3 separate regions of the Mus musculus genome follow, and regions 1 and 2 are each linked to region 3. Evidence: chromatin contacts called from public Hi-C and promoter capture Hi-C data. All regions are on one chromosome and are shown on one strand. The core of a region is the stretch at or near the end of the contact, and the rest is flanking DNA. Distances in the headings are between cores, read along the strand shown.

The links. Promoter capture Hi-C pulls out the DNA fragments that hold promoters and counts their contacts. Hi-C and Micro-C count contacts between places; a contact is called where the count stands out from the background.
Region 1: a contact with region 3 is called in a promoter capture Hi-C map of hippocampal neurons, with 3 times the contacts expected there. The contact joins the promoter of Hhat here to the enhancer-like site in region 3. A contact is called at or near these places in 4 of 39 promoter capture datasets (3T3-L1-derived adipocytes, cranial neural crest, epiblast stem cells and 1 more), 1 of 15 datasets of contacts at CTCF or cohesin (pro-B cells), 5 of 484 Hi-C or Micro-C datasets (cerebral cortex, cortical neurons and embryonic stem cells), 2 of 115 datasets of contacts at active chromatin or transcription factors (bone marrow-derived macrophages and embryonic basal ganglia) and 1 of 9 other capture datasets (adipose tissue).
Region 2: a contact with region 3 is called in a Hi-C map of cerebellum, with 2.5 times the contacts expected there. The contact joins two enhancer-like sites. A contact is called at or near these places in 14 of 484 Hi-C or Micro-C datasets (the 3T3-L1 cell line, B cells, the HPC-7 cell line and 10 more) and 2 of 9 other capture datasets (liver and pancreatic islet).

Annotation. Positions count from the first base shown.
Region 1 is chr1:192,769,651-192,772,717 of GRCm38.p6, reverse strand. Hhat (hedgehog acyltransferase) reads left to right here and starts at 1,499. Exons shown (of 12, transcript NM_144881.4): 1 at 1,499-1,738.
Region 2 is chr1:193,255,187-193,258,412 of GRCm38.p6, reverse strand. It overlaps a transcript of Hsd11b1 not described here. Among named protein-coding and RNA genes, the nearest start is that of Hsd11b1, 14 kb to the right of the region's middle. Within about 2 kb of position 1,437, at least 31 of the 459 cell types and tissues checked have an H3K27ac peak or open chromatin away from gene starts, as enhancers often do. A contact at or near this core is called in cerebellum, where this site is marked.
Region 3 is chr1:193,002,301-193,005,530 of GRCm38.p6, reverse strand. The region is part of intron 2 of Syt14 (synaptotagmin XIV); the gene reads left to right. Among named protein-coding and RNA genes, the nearest start is that of Syt14, 32 kb to the left of the region's middle. Within about 2 kb of position 1,385, at least 16 of the 459 cell types and tissues checked have an H3K27ac peak or open chromatin away from gene starts, as enhancers often do. A contact at or near this core is called in cerebellum and hippocampal neurons, where this site is marked.

The DNA of each region.
Region 1 (3,067 bases), core at 250-2,749, 230 kb after region 3:
TTAAATCTCTTTTGTATGTTTTCAGCAGATGATTATTAGAGCACACATACATGACACTGGGTCATGGCATGGAGAAGCACATATTGAAGCTTACAGCTATGCATTTGTTTAGATTGTGAAAGTTGGTTATATGGGAAACCCAAGACAAGTAAAGCCCATTGTTACATTGTTCTCTGAAAGGCAAGTTAAACAAACAGGCCGACTAGAAAGTAGTCTTGAGTGACCTCAATGTATATTATTAACTTCACCCGAGAAGCCCAGCAAAGCTTCCAGTCTCTTAGAATATAAGATAATTTTGTCAAAATACACTCCCACACTCAAGTCTCTTGTCTACGTGCAACTGGATTCTGATGTTTCCATCAACTGTTTTAAATCCACGTGTACTAAGAAGTACCACTTGGAATATTCCCCGCCGGCACGTTCTTCAGCTCATTGCTTAGTCTTGCTTTGGGCTTTGGTATTGTGGGTGTTCTGCATGTGAGGCAAGGCTCCACCACTGAGCTGTGTCTCCTCTGCCAATGCTTACTTTTACATTTTGAGACAGTTTGTCAAAATCACTCTGTAGCCCTGGTTTTGAACTTCGGATCCTCCTGTCTTGGCTGTATAGCTGGGTCACAAGCCTGGAGTATTTTCTCTTACACAGATGTTTCTGATTTACATTAGCCAAACCTGACTTTATTTTATGTCTTCAAATGAGCACTGTGCACATGTAGAAAAGAGTTAGACTTAAATGGCATTGAACCCACAGTAACAGGCCATTTAGAACCTGACACAGAAGAGGACCACCTCTTCTGACTGTCCCAGAGCAGAGCTAACACTTTGGCACCTTCTGGGCCAAACCCTGGGCTTTATTACAGTGACCAGACTTGTCAGGTACCAAGGCACACTGTTATTACAAATATACAAGACATATATGTTGTATGCATGTTGGGTGCTCTCCTGAAGAGGCCAGAGCAAGGCTTCCACATCTTCCTCTTGCCTCACCTCATTTTTGTGGTGCAGGGTCTGCATTAGCCTCTAATTGGAGGCTTCCTGTTTAGACTAAGGCAGCTGGTCAGGATCTAGGGGTTCGATAGAGTCTCTACCTTCAATGACGGGGCTACAGGCACACCAGCCATGCCTGGCTCTTTACTTCAGTGTGGGGATTAAACTCAGATCCTAACACTTGCATAGCAAACCCTTACTCACTGAGCCACATCTCTCCAACCCCCAGGAACTGTTAGAAAGTATATTACGTCTTCCAAACAACAAAGGCCATATGATACCAAGAAAGTATTAACTTGGCACCCTGTGTTTTTATTTTGGGCAACCTGGCACTCCTGGTCCGGCTGTTTTAGTTGGTGCTGGGGAAGGTGGAAGTGAAGATGATTTTAAAGTCGGTTTTGCAGAGATTTCTCCAGCTCTATTTAGTCTGCCCTTCACTGGTCTAAGTCATCTTCCTGTAGCAGGGCAGGCCGTACACACCCCCGCCCCAGACTCATTCCTTTGGGGACCGGAAGAATCCTGGAGCCTGAGGTTCTGGTGGGACCCTGTGTAATGATTCGGCTCCAGTAAATGTACAGAGCCCTGGCCAATCCTGCGTTCGGGAACCCGGGCACAACATCTCAGGCCAGGCGCTCACCCCCGCGGCCTCTGACCCGCGCTGTGCTCGCGAGTCCCTCCCGGGCCGCGGCTCAGCGCGGCGGGGTGCAGGGACGCCTTCTCTCCCGCTCGCCCAGCTCTGCACACTGCGATCCAGGTGATTTCGCCCGCGCGAGACAGACAGGGGAAAAGCCGTGCATCGGGGGCGCGCGTGGAGAGCAGGAGGGGGCGTGGGTGGTGAGGCCCCGCAGGGTCAGAGGGCGCGCGGGGGCTGGCGGCGGGCGCGCGTGGAGCTGGCGGCCGTGCAGGGGCCTGTGGTTGCAAAGGCTGCCACGACTTAACCTGCGCGGAGACAGGGGGCTGGCTGGGGTGCCGCAGCAGGTCGTGGGAGGCTCGCCGCTGACGTGGGGGAGAAACGCAATAGCGTTTCCGCTTCCCGTGTCCGTGTCCGCGTGCTGGAGGGCGGCGACACAAAGGCACGGAGTCCCGGGAACCGAGAACCCTGCTGCTCCCTGCAGGAAGGGCGCCTACAGGCCCTCCCCACGCCCCCACCCGGCCCAGCTCAGAGATTTCTGTTTTCTTCGTGGTGTGTGTGTGTGTGTGTGTGTGTTGAAATTGGGCCAACAAACCCGTGCAGCAAATGTTTAACCACCGAGCCCCAGTTCTCAGTTTAAAGATCTCTTTCGCTTTCCAGAAACTCTCTGGACTTAGTTTCCCTCATCTGTTCAGTGGCAAGACTGGGAGACACCAGTTTTTATGCAGGCTCTCCTCCCCCAGATTCAACAGCTATTGGCCGCTTTTAGATCAGGGCCTTCTACGTGTGGGGACTGACAGCGTTATGCAGTGTGTCTGCTCCGTTCAGTGTGGTGTTCTATTATGTAGAGCTGAGCATCTGCTCCAGTGCCACAGGACGCGGCTCAGGGAAAGCTTTGAAGGGCTGTGCGCTTTCACTCAGGGTCTAGAAGTCCATTCTTTCTGGCTTCTATTCTTCATGTTCCGACTTCCCTGTGATTTCTCTCCCCGTAGGATGGTTTATGTGCTGGCTAAGGACAGTTCTGATGGATGTGTTGTTTTGACAGCACCCCAGAAAGACAAGCTGTGTTCTCCAAGACCCTTCAAGGCCACCAGCACCAATGAATTGTCTATGCTAGGGGCTGGGGTTTGGAGCCTTCTTTGGGGACAAAGGCTTTACCTGGTTTTTACTTGGCTTTCTCTTGGAGAGTCACCAGCTGAAGGTGAGGTCAAGGCCCTGGTTGGCAGTTGGCAAGATCTCCTGGTGATCCCAGGTCAGTGTGGCCCAAGGGCAGGGGTGCCATACTTTGGGGCCTCAGAGAAATAAAATTCTTGGTTCTTGCAGAACTTGCTACGGGCCTTTTTGGAGGCTTTTAAAAAGGTGTGGAAAGAACTCAGGATGGGGCTGCTTGGAAGCAGGGGGCCAAGAGGTCAAGGCAGCCATTGCTACATGAGACCCTGTCCCAAGAAACAA
Region 2 (3,226 bases), core at 188-2,687, 250 kb before region 3:
AACAAAATACCCATGAAAGGAGTTACAGAGACAAAGTTTGGAGCTAAGACGAAAGGATGAACTATCCAGAGACTACCCCACCCAGGGATCCATCCCATAATCAGCCACCAAACCCAGACACCATTGCACAATGCCAGAAAGATTTTGCTGAAGGGACCCTGTTATAGCTGTCTCGTATGAGGCTATGCCAGTGCCTGGCAAATACAGAAGTGGATGCTCACAGTCATCTATAAGATGGAACACAGGGCCCCCAATGGAGAATCTAGAGACAGCACCCAAGGAGCTGAAGGGGTCTGCAACCCTACAGGTGGAACAATAATATGAACTAACCAGTACCTCCTGAGCTCGTGTCTCTAGCTGCATTTGTAGCAGAAGATGGCCTAGTTGGCCATCACAGGGAAGAGAGACCCCTTGGTATTGCAAACTTTATATGCCCCAGTACAGGGGAATGCCAGTGCCAAGAAGCGGGAGTGGGTGGGTAGGGGAGCAGGGTGGAGGGAGGGTATAGGGAACTTTCGGTATAGCATTTGAAATGTATATAAAGAAAATATCTAATAATAAATAAATATAAAAAAGAAAATATCTAATAAATAAATGAATAGGGAAAAAAACCAGATGTTCCTTATGGGAAATCAGTAAATGACTTCTAAATTTGAAAAAATTAAAAAGTACTTAAAAGGATATTGTTTAACAAATATATAGTTGAACCCTCCTGGGGGCAGGGGGTGTGGTAAGTATTAAAGCTAGTGCCTGTGAGTAGGACTATGTGGCCCGGAGGCTTTGAGATCCTTCAGAAATCATGAGACCTTTAAAACATTCCAATTCACTATGTTGACAGGTATACAAATTTATTTAGTGTATGTATACAAATGTGTGTGTGTGTATGTGTGTACCATTCTGTGTGTGAGTTCCTGTAGAAGTCAGAGATCAGTCTCTGTGTGGTTCCTCACGAGCGATCCATCTTATTGTCTGAGACAAGGTCTCTCACTAAGACCTGGGGCTTGATGGTTAGGGGATGCTGGTGGCTAGCAAGCCCCAGGGATCTGCCTGAGTCCATGTCCCTAGAACTGTGATTGCAGGCACACACCATCATACCCAGCTTTTAATGTGGGTGCTGGGAACTGAACTCTCTTTCCCATGCTTACACTTTATCAACTAGACCGTCTTGCCAGCATGGAGAATTACATTTAAAAGAGGCTCAGTTGTGTTCTATCAGCCACACATTGGTGCCTGGAATCACTAAGTTAAGCCTAAACTAACAGTCTAATTAACAAATGCAGAGTTCACTTTGTTGAACAGGCTCCTCGAACCTCTTTGTATAGGATCACAGGAAGCTAGAGCTAGAACCTGGTTAAAGGGGCTAGACCCCATACAGGACTGTTGCCATGAGGGAAGGAAGAGCTCGGCACAAAACTGGGCTTATTTCCAAACACAGACCAGACAAGTGATGGTTTGCAGCCAAACTGCAGAGCGGCAATTGGTAGATGGAAAATTACTAAGAGGAAACATCAGAGTGAGAGAAAAGAGATGGTTCTGATGGGGCTGACGGGTCAGGGATCTCGCTGAAGGCTGGCCACGGTGACTGCCATTGCCTGGGGATGGAGGAAGATGAGGAGACTGATCAGATATCAAGGTTAAATAGATACTTGAGAGGGGTGGCAGCAGAGAGGGTTCTTGCCAACCTGAACCAGCAGGACCTTGCTAAAGCTGGATTTTGTAAAGAAGTATGCACAAATGAGCCTTGAAGAAGGTCCAAGAGCTTGCTGGGGCAAACAGGAACCTCTCTGTCAGGAGCCTTGGAAAAAATGCACATATCTGAGTCCTACCCTTGACTAATATTCATCAGGCCTGCTGGGGTCTGAGAACTGTCCTCCACTTTTCTGGACCAGGTGTGATATGGTGTGTGTGTGGGGGGTGGGGGTATTGTGGTGTGTGGGGGAAGGGTGTATGTATGTGTGTAGTGTGTATGTGTGAGTGTGTGTAGTGTGTGCATTGTGTGGTATAGGTATGTGTGGTGTGTGTGTGTGTGTGTTGTGTAGGGGGGTGTATGTGTAGTGTATGAGTGTGTGTGTGTAGCATGTGTGTGTGTGTAGTATGTATGTGTGCAATGTTGTGAGTGTGTGTGTATAGTGTGTGTATAAGTGTGTGTGTGCATGTGTGTGTAGTGTATGTAAGTGTATGTGAGCATGTGTGTGCATTGTGTGTGCTTGATATAGGTGTGTGTGTAGTGTGTATGTGGTATAGGGTGTATGTGTTTGTGTAGTGTGTGTGAGTGTATGTGGAGTGTGTATTTGTAGTGTGTGTATGTGTGTAAGTGTGTGAGTGTGTGTATAAGTGTGTATGTAGTGTATGAAAGTGTGTGTGAGCATGTGTGTGCATTGTGTGTGTGGTATAGGTGTGTGTGTAGTGTGTATGTGTGTGTGGTATGTGTTTGTGTAGTGTGTGTGAGTGCATGTGAAGTGTGTATATGTAGTGTATGTGTGTGTGTGTGTGTGTGTGTGTGTGTGTAGGAGGGCGTCAGGGATACTAGTTTCCTGTATATGGCTCTTTCTAGGTATGTGTCAGTGCTTATGAGTCTTTCTCCTCCCTTCTCCTTCATCCTCTTTTGTCCTGACTTAACCCAGAGGTCCCTCTGGATAATAGAAATATTGCCAGAAATTAAGTCTTAGTGTCTGCCTGCCTTTAAATTGCTGCAGTCATTTTCTTCTTCCAACCCTTGGGCGCCCTCTCCTGCCAGAAGTCTGTTAAAACCTTTGGGATTCAAAACCAACCTACAAAAACCAATCGTTTTCAATATGCTAATAATGAATTTGCTAAGAAAAAAAAATCAGGAAAAAAAACAAAATACTATTCACAATAGTTCCATATTATAACACACCTAAGAACAACCCTATCCAATAAGGTGAGGACTTTCAAACACTGAAGGACTTGAAGGAAATCCTAGAAATGTCCTGGCAGAATCAATATTGTGAAATAGCTCTTTCCAAAAGAAATCTATAGATTTGATGCGATCCGATCAAGATCCTGATGACATTCTTTCACAGAACTAGTAAAAAAAAAAATCCTAAAATTCAAATTCATTCAGCACCACAAAAGACTCCAAGATAGGCAAAGCCAACCCAGGCAGAAAGAGCAGTGCAGGAGAGAGACATCATAACACCTAATCAATCTCAATCACACCAGAGGCAAAGGACAAACCAGAACAAAAGTAGAGACAGACGAATCA
Region 3 (3,230 bases), core at 136-2,635:
TCTCACAGAATAGCAAAGACTGCTTATATCCTCCTTTCCTTTTTGGGGCTAAACAGTATGTAATAAAGAACATGTTTACTTTAAAAAATATTCAAAAGTAATAGTACTCATAGTAGTTTCAGCTGTGTTCGAAGCTGAGGTGAGAATTTTACTTAAGCATGGAAACTTGAGGCAGTCTCTTGTGGGTGGACATTTATAGAGCTAAGTCTTTTCAGTTAGGAGAATAATAGTGCCAGAGTGAGGGACAAAGATCAGGACTGCCTAATGATCACAGTGGCTTGGAGGGCTGGTGTTGGTATCTATGGCATAGAAAGTGGTAGTTACCGTGAAATGTGCTAAAATCCAAAGCAGCAAGAAGAGGATTTTGAATGTTTTCTTGGAAAGCAATGACATAGTTTCAAGAAAGTCAATATTGTAAGCTCCTGAGTTGAGTGTGTAAATATGCCACATTTTCACACTGTCTCTGTGAAGAAGCTTGACTTTCTGTCAAAATGCAAAGTCTAGAATTTAGTACAACATTTTACCTATTTATACTGTTTTTGAAATTTCCGAGCCTTAGGGCCAATATCTTTGTGTCAATGTGTCTTGATGACTTCTAAAAGGAAAAATAACAGATATGGAATGACTACCAGGTTTTTCTAACTGTTCTATTAAAATGTCAAAAGAATTTTTGTAAGATAGAGTCTCACTAGGTAGCCCTGGCAGACTTGGCACTCACTACATAGAGCAGGTTGATTTCTAACTCACAGAGCTCCACCTGCTTCTCAAGTGCCGGGAGTGTGTGCCACCATGCCCAGCTGTTGGAATGTATTTTAAGCCCTTTCTTTCCTTTTTTTTTTTTTTTTAAACCCTGGTTCAAGGAACTTTGATTAGGTTGTGAATTTATAGAGATGTGATGTTAGCAAAGAATAAGCTTTTGCTACTATTATTAAAATGACATTTTCATCTGCAGTTTCACAGAAAGTAGGAGCATGGATTCTCATTCTCAGTTCCTTGAACTTCTGTTGTGAGTCTAGAGAGAGAAAGAGTCTCCTGCAGTGACTGTTGTTTCTAATACCCATTGACTCTGCTGCAGGTTCTTCCAGCACTGACAGGCGAGGTGGGGTGCAGGCTAGGCAGTAGTCATAGGTAAAAGTACAATGGGAAGGGAAGGTGCTGGTGACTGCACAGCTCCCCAACCCCATTCTGCTCTCTCTGAAGTACTATTGTCAGAAAGGACCATTTTTTTCCTTCCCTTCTGTCCTTCTCTAAAGGTTGTGAGTTTTGTGTGTTTGACACTAGGCGTTCGGGGGAATGAAACTGTAGACCAGCTTTAGAACCTGGAAGCCTGCTTGAGCTTTTCCAACCCATCTGCATCATCCATCTGCTGTGCACTGCTTTGTAACATGCTTTGAAAAGGAGCAGGTCCACACTTTGTTGCTAGAACAAAATCTGCCTGGCCTACTCTGACAAACTGATCCTTCACCAGACAAACTCCTCCTCTGGCTGAGGTTCAGGGTCTGTCCCTGCCAGTGTATTGAACAAGATTGGATTTCTGAGTCCTTACAGAACTGATTCCATGTGTAGCCAACTGTTGTTATCTGTCTGTGAGGTATTTTGTGTGTTTTGGGTTTTGGAGGTCATACTCTGTGGGCCAGACTGGCCTCAGTTATGACCTTCATGTCTCTGCTTTCCCAGTATGGGGATTATAAGCATGCAGCACGATTCCTGGCTTTTATTGGAAAGAAATGATAAATTTTTGAGACAGTGATTAGTGTAAGCCTCCTGAGCCAGTAAGTGCAGTGTGTAAGTGTGCCGTAACTTTACAGTCTCTCTGTGCAGAAGCTTAGCTTCTGTCAGAATGAAAAATGAAGAGTTACAGAATAGCCTTTGCTCCCCATTTATACTGTAAATCTTCTGGGTCTTAGGGCTGATATCTTTCTGGCTGCCCATTTTCCCAGATGACCTTTGAAATAATCTTGCCAAGCATCTTCTTGTGCAGTTTATGTCCCCTTCCCTGGTTCTGAGAGGATCTTGGTAAAAGTAGTTGAATTTCTAAGTGTATTGCTTTTTCATTCAGAACATGTTAGTTTTTTTGTTTTCTGTGTGTGCTGATAGCACTCCACAGCTTTACACATTTTTGTTATTCCCATTATGTGTTATGTATTTCATTGCTATAATGAATGAAGATTTAAAATCCTATTATTTTTGCATGCATAAAGTTCATCTTGATATTTATTTTGAGTAATTTTTGTGCATGGAGTACAGTTCACTTTCTTGCCTATGGTTAGTGATGATTTCATTCACTGTTGAAAAAGGCTACCCCGACTACACTGAGATTCCTTTGAAAAACCAGTATATATGTGCTTCTTTGTGGGTTGTTTCTGACTGAAGAGAGGTGACTGACATTACAGACGGTGACACTGAACTTCATCCTGCTGCTTACAGTGCTGTACCATTGAAACCTAGAAATTGTTTACTTCTTGAAATTGTTGTTTGATGCTACAGGCTGCTAATCATAGTTACGTGAAACCATGGGAAATGAAATCTGAATATAGTCTGCTATAATTTTATTAGAATTGTCCTCCAAGAACTCCCATATTAAAGGCTTATTCCCCAGCCTATGGTTCTGTGGATTGAGCCTAGTGGGAAAAAGTTAGATCCTTGCAAACATGCCTGTAACGGAGATAGTGAGACTTTGACCCCTACCTGAGTCTGTTTTTTGATCCGTAGCTGCCATAGGTGAGCATGGCTCCTCTGCTATGTATTCTGGCCAGCTGTGTTTGCCACTGCAGGCTTGTAGCAGTATGCTCAGGCAACCATGACCATGGACTGAGACTTTTGAAACTATGAGCCGGAGTAGACCTGTCTTTCTTTTAGTTGATTATTTCAGATAATTTGCCACATCGATGAGATGTTTACTAACACAACCTAACTTTCTGAGGCAATCTGCTTTCAGACACTAATCAGAAGAGCGAGAGATTGCTTAAGACTCTGAATCATTGCTGTAGTCACTGTTTCTTGTGTGCTAGATTTGGTTAGTAGCTCTTTTCCTCTACTTAAGCAATTGTTTTCCCAGCCGGTTCCTGTTTCTTTATATAGTATGTGCTAAGAAGCACTGTACTATATATTATCTGTTACTCAGTGCACACATCTAGATAGCTTTGTGTTTCCTTTTTAAACTTATTTTTATTTATGCCCATTTGTCTGTGTGAATATATAAAGTATGTGTATATACATGGTATCTAGAA